Linked DNA regions of Hordeum vulgare: all the other regions are linked to region 2. A link is a contact called in public Hi-C data. All regions are on one chromosome and are shown on one strand. The core of a region is the stretch at or near the end of the contact, and the rest is flanking DNA. Distances in the headings are between cores, read along the strand shown.

Evidence for each region. A called contact is a pair of places that touch in the nucleus more often than the background predicts.
Region 1: a Hi-C map of seedling shows a contact between it and region 2, with 8 times the contacts expected there. The contact joins the promoter of LOC123446506 here to the promoter of LOC123446505 in region 2. A contact is called at or near these places in 3 of 6 Hi-C or Micro-C datasets (leaf and seedling) and 1 of 1 datasets of contacts at active chromatin or transcription factors (embryo).
Region 3: a contact with region 2 is called in a Hi-C map of seedling, with 4 times the contacts expected there. The contact joins the promoter of LOC123448701 here to the promoter of LOC123446505 in region 2. A contact is called at or near these places in 1 of 6 Hi-C or Micro-C datasets (seedling) and 1 of 1 datasets of contacts at active chromatin or transcription factors (embryo).
Region 4: a contact with region 2 is called in a Hi-C map of seedling, with 4 times the contacts expected there. The contact joins the promoter of LOC123448702 here to the promoter of LOC123446505 in region 2. A contact is called at or near these places in 2 of 6 Hi-C or Micro-C datasets (leaf and seedling) and 1 of 1 datasets of contacts at active chromatin or transcription factors (embryo).

The regions. Positions count from the first base shown.
Region 1 is chr4H:393,149,601-393,152,300 of MorexV3_pseudomolecules_assembly, reverse strand. LOC123446506 reads right to left here and starts at 1,348. Exons shown (of 1, transcript XM_045123084.1): 1 at 122-1,348. The coding sequence starts at 758. The coding sequence ends at 417.
Region 2 is chr4H:392,624,166-392,626,865 of MorexV3_pseudomolecules_assembly, reverse strand. LOC123446505 (putative pentatricopeptide repeat-containing protein At3g16710, mitochondrial) reads left to right here and starts at 1,425. Exons shown (of 1, transcript XM_045123082.1): 1 at 1,425-2,700. The coding sequence starts at 1,515.
Region 3 is chr4H:391,857,787-391,860,486 of MorexV3_pseudomolecules_assembly, reverse strand. LOC123448701 (nardilysin-like) reads left to right here and starts at 1,293. Exons shown (of 19, transcript XM_045125669.1): 1 at 1,293-1,765; 2 at 2,166-2,241; 3 at 2,423-2,469. The coding sequence starts at 1,421.
Region 4 is chr4H:392,079,966-392,082,665 of MorexV3_pseudomolecules_assembly, reverse strand. LOC123448702 (transcription factor RF2b) reads left to right here and starts at 1,405. Exons shown (of 4, transcript XM_045125670.1): 1 at 1,405-2,063. The coding sequence starts at 1,576.

The sequences.
Region 1 (2,700 bases), core at 99-2,598, 530 kb before region 2:
TATCTATCCTTCATCTAGGCAATGCAAGCTCTGCACTGCTTGGCCGGCTGTCTGTCGTCAAGTCGCTGGCTGCCTCCCAAGCATACGTCAGTTGCTGCTTGCCTCCATTTTACTCCCTCCGTACTAAAATACGTTTGAGTTATTTGGATATAAAACTTTGCCAAACGGGGCGACCCAAATGAACAACGTGTCCGCCTAATGTCCGTTTTTGACCCAAACTGAACCCAAATATGAGTCACAAGTGGGTCTGCAATGGATAAAAATGAACGCTCCCGTCGTCTCCTTCCGCTCGTGTACGCCCTGGTCTCACCCATCAGTGACTGGGCGGGGAGAAGCAGCACCCCCCCCCCCCCCGCGCCGGTCCTGCACGCGCCCTCGCCCGCTGCATGTCCCCGTCGCCTCGTCCTCGCTGCTGCTCACCGGCACATTAGCAGCCGCAACCGCCGTAGCTCCGCAAGCCGCCGGTCTTGCATGCGCCCGTGCCCACCTCCACCAGCTCCTTCCTCTGTGATGCAGGGGACGTGGAGCACCGGGCAGGGGGCGGAGCATGAACGCGGAGCAGGGGACGCGGAGCATCGGCAGGGGCGGAGCACGGGCGCGGAACAGGGGAGGCGGAGCACCGGCTGGGACGGAGCACGGGCGCGGAGCATGGAGAGGGCCGGAGCACGGGCTGGCGCAGAGCAGGGCGAGCACGCGACGCGGGCCGGACCACGGGTGGGCGCAGAGCAGGGGCGAGCGCGCGACGCGGGGCACAACATGAGCGGGCGTAGAGCAGGGGCGAGCGACGCAGGAGCTTGGGGCGGGAACGCTCTGGGAAGGAGGCGCACTAGACGACGACGACGGAGCCCGGGCAGGTGGTGGTCAGTGGTACGAGGGAGGAGGCGGCCTATCCGACGTGGATGGAGAGGACGGAGACGACGGGGCACTCGCGCCAGGCGAGGTCCTGATGTCGCGCTTCAGGGCCTCCATGGAGAGCACGCCCGCGAAGGGCCTCACGGCGCCTGGCGGGGGCGCGACAGCGTTGATGCAGACGGTGGCGCGGCGTGGGCGCAATGGCTCGAGCGAGTTGAGCGCAGGCAGCTACAGGGCGGGGCGAAGGCGAGGTTGTCGGAGCTGCGAGGTGGCGCTGCGGGAGTTCGCCCACCAGATGTTCGACTGAATGTCGGACGGACATATCAAAAAATGCATCCGTCCCTGTTGGATGTTGGATGCATCTGCATTCCTAAATGAAAAAGCAAACACGGACGTGCGGACACGCATCCCAAAACGAATAAAAAACGGATCAAATGGATTTGTGTTGAAATTGCTTTATCCTTAATATAATTTTTAGAACACAAATTAGTATAAAGTTAAAATTTTGTTTGAGGGCGTTGGCACTGTCAGTTCTCCGTTGTATTCGTTGCATCGTCTCCGGAGTCACCTGAACACGTGGGGACCAAGATGGTTATGCACATACTTATGTACGCTAATTAACGGCAGCGATGGGATGGCAACTGGTGCATAACAGCTCAACAAGAGCAGCTTTGGCACCACGCCTTTGGTCTTGGAGTGGACCTGTCCAATCAGGTCTAGCTTTCTCCCCGTTTCCTACTGCAACTTTTCAACACAAAATACCACTAGGCGGGAGAAGGGGAGAAGTATCAAAGCCACCGACTGTCCTGGATAGTCCATACGCTAGTAGGTAGGTCCAGTCCAACCAAGTGCTGAGGCGCTATATTCGTTTGGTCGCAAAATAACCGTCAATACAGGACCATAGAAATTCTCCGAACAGTTTTCGTATATGTGTTTCAGCGTGCATTTTTATGTGGTGAGCTGTAGAAATCGCCCTCCGGCTGCTAAATCTTGCGTTTTTTCCTTTTGGTTTTGCCGCCGCCCTACCATCTGAACTTTGGAAAGTGCATAACGTTTTCCAGGCGTCGTAACTTTAAAAGTGCCTTCAAGTTCCCAACCGCCCTGAGCTCTACAAGGATATCGATCGCTAAGCCATCGATCTTCAACCACACCTCACTTATCGTGAGAGATCAGTCCGCATCTTAAACGAAGTCGAACATTGCACCAGAAGACACATCATCAAGTACTTCATGGTCTAGTGGACCAACCACACTAAAACAGAAGCAACATGTGAGCGTGAAGACTACCTCAGATCCGAGTTTCCTTCTCTTTTTAACGCCTAGCCTAGGAATCTTGGGGATGAGATTCTTGTAAGGGGACAGGTCTGTCACAAACTGTGTTGTACCACTTTTGCAGCATGTTGTTTTTATAAAATTGAAACCAACTAAACTTTTTTCATGTTTGTGATGACCGATTTTTTGTTGCAACTTGCTTGTGTGACTAATTGAGTTTATGAATCAGTATAGTTGTCCTTCTCTCTAAAACATACCTCCTTGACCGCAAGTCGTTGCCCAATGTGAATGAAACCAAAAAACCATTTTTATAAATTATTATTTTGACAGAAGGCATTTAACCATTTCAAGTTCTCCAAAACCCTTGATTGGGATTTGGACTGCAAGTCCCCAATTTAGGAGGGATGTTTTACCCAAACGACTTTATTTGAATCCTATTATTCAAAAGACTTCCTAAAACCACAAAATAATTATTTTCAAAGTTATTTTCCTATTTTAGTTAAATAACTTTTTTGAGGCGAGAAATGGTATTTCATAGGAAAAAATATTTTTTTGCTTCAAAAATATTTGAGAAAAT
Region 2 (2,700 bases), core at 176-2,675:
GTACTAAAGCGACAGTTTCACGACATGACTCGTCTCTGCCACTACACGGGCAGTCATCCCAGGTACATGTTCCAGGCTTGGGTTCGATGCTCGAGGAGACTCATTTCATGGACCAGGATGCATATACAGGATATGGCGCATACACCCAAGGTGACGGATCTCAGCCATATGCCTCCACGCGAAGGATCGGAATGCCCGAGGAGACTCGTTTGTCTCAGACAAACCAACACACTACATGTGAGGGATCACAAAGCTACAACAACGGTCAGGTATGTACGAGTATAATAAGCAATTACAGGTGTACAACATTTACATGACTTTTATTTACGTACATTTTTTCTGTGCAGGAATTCATGATGCATCATGGGAACACGAAGAAACCGAGTGTGCCGTACACAAAGAAATACTCACAGAAACGCATGATACTCAATGCGGGCTCCGAGGAATGCTAAATGAGTTTTTCGAGAAGGACGTTATTGGCCCATCTTATATCCCTTCTGAGTCACAGCCATACACCTATAATTTCGAGTCATCATCACAATATGAATTGCAGAGTCCACCACCTATGCATGAGTCGCAGACACATGAACAGTAGGGACAGTACGACCGTGGTCTACGTGAACACAGACCCCCTAATCGCTTGTCACCTTCCGGTCGTCGGGAAAGGCCAGCTGGCCATCGTCGCGTAGGGTGATTCGTCTATCTATGTGTGCGAACTATTGTATCTCTCTATGTCAGTTTCAAACTTTCAGATATAGGTACAATACATCTATGTAGTTTGATGAAATAAAAGTTCTCGATATATTTCGACGCATTTTTTCAATTGATAATTGCTTGCATAAAATAAGATATATTAAATTTTTGAAATTAAGATGCATCATCATACAAAAACTACATAAAGTCATGAAGGCGAAGAGTGTTTCAGTGCCTTCTTTTATAGTCTCAAACGGATGTGAAGGCGGGAAAATAAGGCGCGAACATGCAAAATTTAGTAGGAAAAAAGGGCGCGGATACAGATGAAAATTAGGCGAGAAAATGGAGCCGTCTAGCGCCACTTTCGATGCCTGCAAATCAGCGTGTGTCACTTTCGACGCGTGGGAATCAGTGCGGCGTAGCGTCCTGACCGGCCGCCTCGAGCGGTGGTGGCAGGTCCCACCTGCACGGCCCCGTTCCGTCGCGTGGCTGGCTGGGACAAAAACCCAGGCCGACCGCCTCACCTGGTGGCGGCAAGGCCCAACCGTCTGGTCCCGTGGCGGCAAGTGTCACGCGTGATCTGGTGCGCTTGCCGCCACGTAGAGGTGAGGTCTCTTCTTACAAAATATACAACATTTGGTCTTTTTTGACAATACCTAGTGGTCCTTTTCGAAGAAAAAAATCCCGGCCCGCACGAGTCCTTGTCTTCCGCGCGTGGACGCTACACTTGCGTTGTACGAGAGCCTCTCATCCTCTCACCTTCAAACCCCATCCATCTCCTCGATCTTACCCCCCGCGGCCACGCTCCCGCCCCCACGGCCATGGCGTCTCTCTACCACTCCTCCTTCCCGCTCTCCCCTCCGTCCTCCAGCTGCCATGGTGTCCTCTCCTTGCCCCCTCGAACCGCGGTGCCGTTCGTTTGCCTCTGTAGAGCACCACCGCAAGACGACCACGACGCGGAGCTCCTCGGCGCGCTCCAGTCCAACGGCAACGGCAGCCTCCTCAAAGAACAACATCCCGCGTCAGCCAAAGTTCTGGAGTCGGGCTCCGGGGAATTGGGTGACAGTGGCGGCGGGAGGAGGAGCTCTCAGGCTCAGCTCCGGGCGCGTGACTGCGCGAGGCGGATCATGAGCCTCCCCATGGAGGAGCGGGTGAAGGTGCTCGACCTCCTGCAGCGCGACGATGCGGCGCTCACCATCTCCGACTACAACGACATCATCTCCGCGCTCGCGAGGGGCGGGGACTACGACTCCGCTGTCGCGCTGTTCAGGGCGCTCGAGCCCAACGGCGTGGTTGCGCCAGACGCCCACTCTTTCGCCATCGCCGTGCAGTGCTTCTGCAGGAAGGGCGCGCCCGACGAGGCAAAGGAGACGCTTGACGAGATGGTAGCTCGCGGTTACCTCCCCAGCGTTTCTGCCTTCTCTGCCGTCGTGGGCTGCCTCTGCAAACGTGGACGCGTCACCAGGGCCATGGAGGTGTTCGACACCATGCGTTCCGTCGGGAGCGAGCCCACCATCCGCACGTATAACAGCCTCATCGGCGGGCTCTGCTACGTTGGCCGCCTCGAGGAGGCGCGGGTCCTCCTCAACAAGCTCAAGGACTCGCCCAAGCAGACGGCGGACATCTACACTTTCACCATTGTGCTGGACGGGTTCTGCAAGGTGGGGCGGACGGAGGACGCCATGGCCATCTTTGAAGATGCCATCCGGTTGGGCCTCTCGCCCACGATTTTCACCTACAACGCGCTGCTCAATGGCCATTGCAAGGAGGGGAACCTGCTGAAAGCGTATGACCTGCTTATGGAGATGTGCGACAACGACGATTGCCCGCCGGACAAGATCAGCTTCAGCATTGTGCTGCCGGCTCTGCTGCGAGCAGGCGAAGTCTCTGCAGCGTGGAAGACGTTCAAACGCATGGAGCACGCCGGGTTCGAGGCGGACAGCCGCGCGCTGGACACCCTGGCCCGGGGGCTATGCCGGCAGTGTGCGGCGGACATCTCGGTCCTGA
Region 3 (2,700 bases), core at 44-2,543, 770 kb after region 2:
CCTTTCCCCGTTCCAGCCGCCTATCGTGCCGTCGCTCGCTCAGCTCCCGTGCTGGGGTTCCGCGTGCTTTCCGACGGGTCCCGCGCGCTCGGTGGCCGCGTGGGGTGGTTGCTGCCGCTTCCAGGTAGTAGATCGGGCGATGGTGCTCGCATCCGGCTTGATCCGGACCTGATGCCGACAGATGGGCGATTGTTTCGGCTGCCACACCGTGTCCTGCCACGACGCCTACCACATGGCGACGGTGTGCACCCGCTACGGCTCCAAGGACTACACCCGCAGCCGCGCCGTCGCGAGGATGGTCGGGTCGGTCCTCTTCGCGTGCCGCAACCGCCAGCACGGCTGCGTTGCGTCCCTGCCACGTCACGCCGTGGAGGAGCACGAGCGGAGCTGCCGGTACGAGCCCTGCTTCTTCCCGGCCTGCCAACGCCCCTTCTTCGGCTCCAAGGACTACACCCGCAGCCGCGCCGTCGCGAGGATGGTCGGGTCGGTCCTCTTCGCGTGCCGCAACCTCCAGCACGGCTACGCTGCGTCCCTGCCGCGGCATGCCGTGGAGGAGCACGAGCGGAGCTGCCGGTACGAGCCCTGATTCTTCCCGGCCTGCCAACGCCCCTTCTTCCCCGGCGTCGATGACAGCGCGCAAGAGCAGCGCCTAGCCGGTCGCCACGACTGGCTTCTCCACCGCCTCACCTACGGCAAGGACGTCTTGGTGGACGTCGACCCGGACCGCCTCGCCCTGATCCGCGCCCACGATCGCCTCCCTCGCCTTGTGCCCCTTCTCCTTCTCCTTTGGGTCCTCTCTTCCTAACGCCATGTCACTCTCTCTTTCTCTGGATAGGCAGGGTGTCGTCGCCACCGGAGCAAGACGCCGCACCCGCCGCCAGATCCATCCACACCAAGCCCGGATCGGGAGGGGAGGGGGAGCTCGAGCCGCCGCATCGCCCCAGCCGCTCGAGCCGCCGCGTTGACCCTATCCAGATTCAGGTGAAAAAGGATCGCGGGTTGAGTAGGCAAAACTACAAGGGGTTTTGTGTAAGAACGAAACGTTTTCTTAAAGTATCCACTTAAAATAGAACTACGGGTTAATTACCCGAGACGACAAGGATGTTTTCACAAAAATGCCACAACGGACGACCAGAAACTTAATTTGCTTTATTATTAGGGAGAGACGTGTAAAATAAAAATGAGGTAAGGCGGTAGGGTCGCATAAATCCCCGTTTGGAACGCACTTGCGTGTTGCGTCGGAAGCGATTCCTTGATACAAATAGTAGGCCAAAGCTTTGTAACCCTAAATAAACAAAACCAAGATATAAACCAAGGAAACAGGAGAGGAGGCCCGCGCTGCTACTGCCGCCGCATACCTATCTCCCACCACCTTCGTCCCTCCCTCCTTCGTACCCACAGGCGGCGGCGGACGGCCGAGATGGCGGCGGCTGTGTCTCGCGACGACGAGCTGGTGGTCAAGTCCCCCACCGATAACCGTTCCTACCGCCTTCTTCGCCTCGCCAATGGCCTCTGCGCCCTCCTCATCCACGACCCTGAGATCTACGCCGACGGCGGCCCTGCCCCCAAGCCCAACGAAGACTTGGACATGGACGACGGGGACGACGAAGAAGATGATGACGAGGACGACGAAGAAGATGACGAAGAGTATAGCGACGAGGACGGGGAGGACGACGATGACGAAGAAGAAGGCGAGGAGGACGAGGATGGGAGCGAGCCCAAGAGGAAGAAGGAAAAGGGCAGCTCCGAGCCGGTCATTAAGAAGGTACCGATGAGTTTTGCTCTTACATACCTCTACTTGTTCTATTCAATCTAATTTTGCTAGTACATTGGATCACTCTCCTCTGTGGTGGCCGTGATGCTGCTATTATGAACGATAGCTGGATCTAGCATAATTTAGTGGAACTGGCAACGATCAGACAGGTGGATCATAACCGATGGAATGTAAATTGAACTGTTGAGAATAATTCGTGTGTCCAAGTGGTTAGAACCAATTGCTAGCTTGACGGATTTGTTCAGGATTGTGCTGTAAGAGATATTACGCTTTCTCTTTTTGCTATATTTCTGCAATTCTGGAATAGGTGCATTTTGATAGCCGTGAGTATTGCTGCCTGCAAGTTTCATGTTTGGTTTTGCTTTTCCTTACATGATCCATCGAATTTCAGGCTGCTGCTGCAGTGTGTGTTGGAATGGGCAGTTTTGCGGACCCTCCAAAGGCACAGGGCTTGGCTCATTTTCTAGGTATGCAATCATTGTCATCTTTGTTTTACCGATCTTGTATTATGGCTGATCATATGCATCAGCTAAAAGCTTAAAACTACCAAGCCTTCTGTTCGATGCTATCCAAAAGTTGGAGGGAACTAGTCTGATGATATGTACGCTCTAGCTTATAGTAATCTCAGAGTGTTCTGAATTTCTGCAGAGCACATGCTTTTTATGGGGAGCTCTGTTTTTCCAGATGAAAACGAGGTTTGTACAATGTCTATGCTTTTACACTCCCTTCTTCTCTTCTGTGAGTCAAACCCCGAGATTAGCCGTGTCTGAGAAAGTTATGTGCGTTTTATTGTCCTTTTCCCTTATATCTATTACCATCACACATTCTGCTTGGATCAATGTTTGTTTCGGTAGAAAAATAATGAAGCATTTCCTTTTTGAGAATGAATACTGAAGCATTTTGGTGATATACATAATGACACTCTG
Region 4 (2,700 bases), core at 156-2,655, 540 kb after region 2:
TTAGTGATAAAGAAAAGCAACTTCTTATTAGTGTGCCTAGTATAATCGTCTATCAACGAAAATTCCTTCAAAATTATCTATCATGACTAGAAGGTTAAATAACTTCACCCTTTAGCAACACCAAGGCAAATGTGGTCGGCTATTTCCAAACTAAAATGGTTAAATTATGCGTCGGATGTGCATGCTAGGCTCCGCATGCGTTGGATGTCCATTAATTCACGTCTGAAAAAAATTCAAAAAGCTATAACTATCAAACCGCGTGTCGAAATTATGATATGTTTTCATCGTTGGGTTCCTCGTGACGAACTCTTCAAACGAGATCTCATATGAATATGTTTTGAATTTTTTTTTTAAAAGCAACTTCGATGCTAGATGAGGCAACTTTAGTGTTAAATAGAAGTACTTTGATGCTAGATGTATTGCATCGTGTGTATACACATGAGTTGTTTGTTGAATGCACTGGAGTTGCGCAAAAAACACACTAAAAGTTGCTCACTTTTTTGTGATACTCGAGTGCAATTATGGCAACTATTCACAAATAGTACAGAAATGAGCATTAATGGCACACAACTGAACATTAACCGTAGGCAATTGACCATCAGTAATAGGCAACCGAGCATCAAAATTGAGCAACTTTATAGTATTTTGTAGGCAACTGAACGTCAAAATTGAGTAATTTCACAGTATTTGTAGGCAATTGATCATCATTGTTTAATTATGTAAAGCTTTTAGATGTAAATCTAGTCAACTGTTAGTCGTGGTAACCAACTTAAAAAAATTCTTCGCTGATAGATAGATATACTAAGGGGGGAAAGGAGTTACTTGCCTATATCACTAAAGTTGCCTCATATAGCACACAAAGTTGCTTAAAAAAAAGTTCGTCGAAACCTATCCATATGGGATCTAGTTTTGAAGAGTTCGCGTAAAAAATATACCCGTAAAAACAAATTATTATTCTGACAACCGGTTCAAAAGTTATGACTTTTAAATTTTTTTAAGACGCTAACAAATATACGTTGTTCGCCGTCTTGAGATGCGCCAGCTACGGTAGCCGCGTCCAACGAAGAATTCTCTCTTAAAAGATGTGGGTGAAACCCAAACAGCTCCTTGGTTGGATGTCTCATAGCTAGACCGGCGAAGCTCGGGGTCGGGGGCAAGATCCACCGGTCGGCACTGTGTGGCTGCGCCGATAGACACGCACAAGCATGCGCACGTGCCGATAGATCCCGGCTCCATTAGCATGCAAAAAAAAAAAAAAATGGTAACCCGACCCGCCGTGCGTAGAAGAAGAGAACAAGGAGAAGAAGGCGACGCGTCCGGTCGTCCCTCCCTCCCTCCCAGTGACATGCACATGCACATGCATGCCCATCCATCCCCCTTCCCTTCCCTTCCCTTCCCAGTCTCATCTAGCTAGGCCAGGCCACAGTCCCAGATCCCACTCTAACCCCACCTCTTAAAAACCAGACCAAACCCGAAAGCTACAGGGAAAACATACAGGCGCAGCAGCAGCAGCAGCCGCCGCCTGCGCCTGCGCGCCCTATCTACACCTCCTCCAATCCCTGGCTCGACCGCCCAATGCAGCAGCCCAAACCCGCGGATCCGCCGGCCCGGCCCTTCCCGCCGCCTTCCCCGCCCATGGCGGCGGCGGCGGCCACGGCCATGCGCGGGGCTCACCACCGCCGCGCCAGATCTGAGGTCGCCTTCCGCCTCCCGGACGACCTCGACATCGCCGGCGGCGCCGACGGCGACGCCTCCGCGGGCTTCGACGAGATCGGCTCCGAGGACGACCTCTTCTCCACGTTCATGGACATCGAGAAGATCTCCTCCGGCCCCGCCGCGGGCTCAGACCGCGACCGCGCCGCCGAGACCTCCTCCCCACCGCGCCCCAAGCACCGTTACAGCAGCTCCGTCGACGGCTCCGGCCTCTTCTCCGCTGCCGGCAGCGCTGCGCGGAGGGACGCTGCTGCCGCCCAAGCGCTGGCCGACGTCCTGGAGGCCAAGAAGGCCATGTCCCCCGAGCAGCTCGCCGAGCTCGCAGCCATTGACCCCAAGCGCGCCAAAAGGTGCCCATCCCCGCCCCCACACTACGATGCTCAATGCTGCATACTTGCACTAGTGTCTGGTTCGTACGGATACTACAGATCAACTTCTTTCGTTCCTCCGAGGTGTCTGGCGATGGCGCGAGGCATTCAAGGACAATTATCATGTTTTTTAAGGGAATTTTTTTTCCTCCAGCTTAGAGAAAATATGCGCATTTGCGGCTTAATTTGTTTCTTTGCGCATTGTGTTGGATGGTTGGTTGGCAGGTGGGAAGTTAAGGTGGTGCTTCTTTAGCGTTTGGTTGGTGGGATTTTGGATAACTCATTGTTTCTGAGTGATGGCGCATGCTTTAAAACACCTTCTGCCGGGTGCTGGGTAGTTGGCGGGTTAACCAACATCTTCAGTAGTAATAAAGGGCTAGCTGTAATTCGCTTAATTCTTTACCTACAAGTCTTGCAGTGTGCTGATATGTGAATTGGTTTGGAGGATTGGATTGTCATGTGTACTTAGTTGCCATGCTTGGAAAGGTATTGGACAAATGCGAATCCTATAGTCAAAAGAATATTAGAGACTAGTGACGCATGCAAACTTATTGTAACCTATTGTATGTATTTGTATGACTTGATAGTGAAAGCAAGTAGGAGATCAATGATCGCTAAG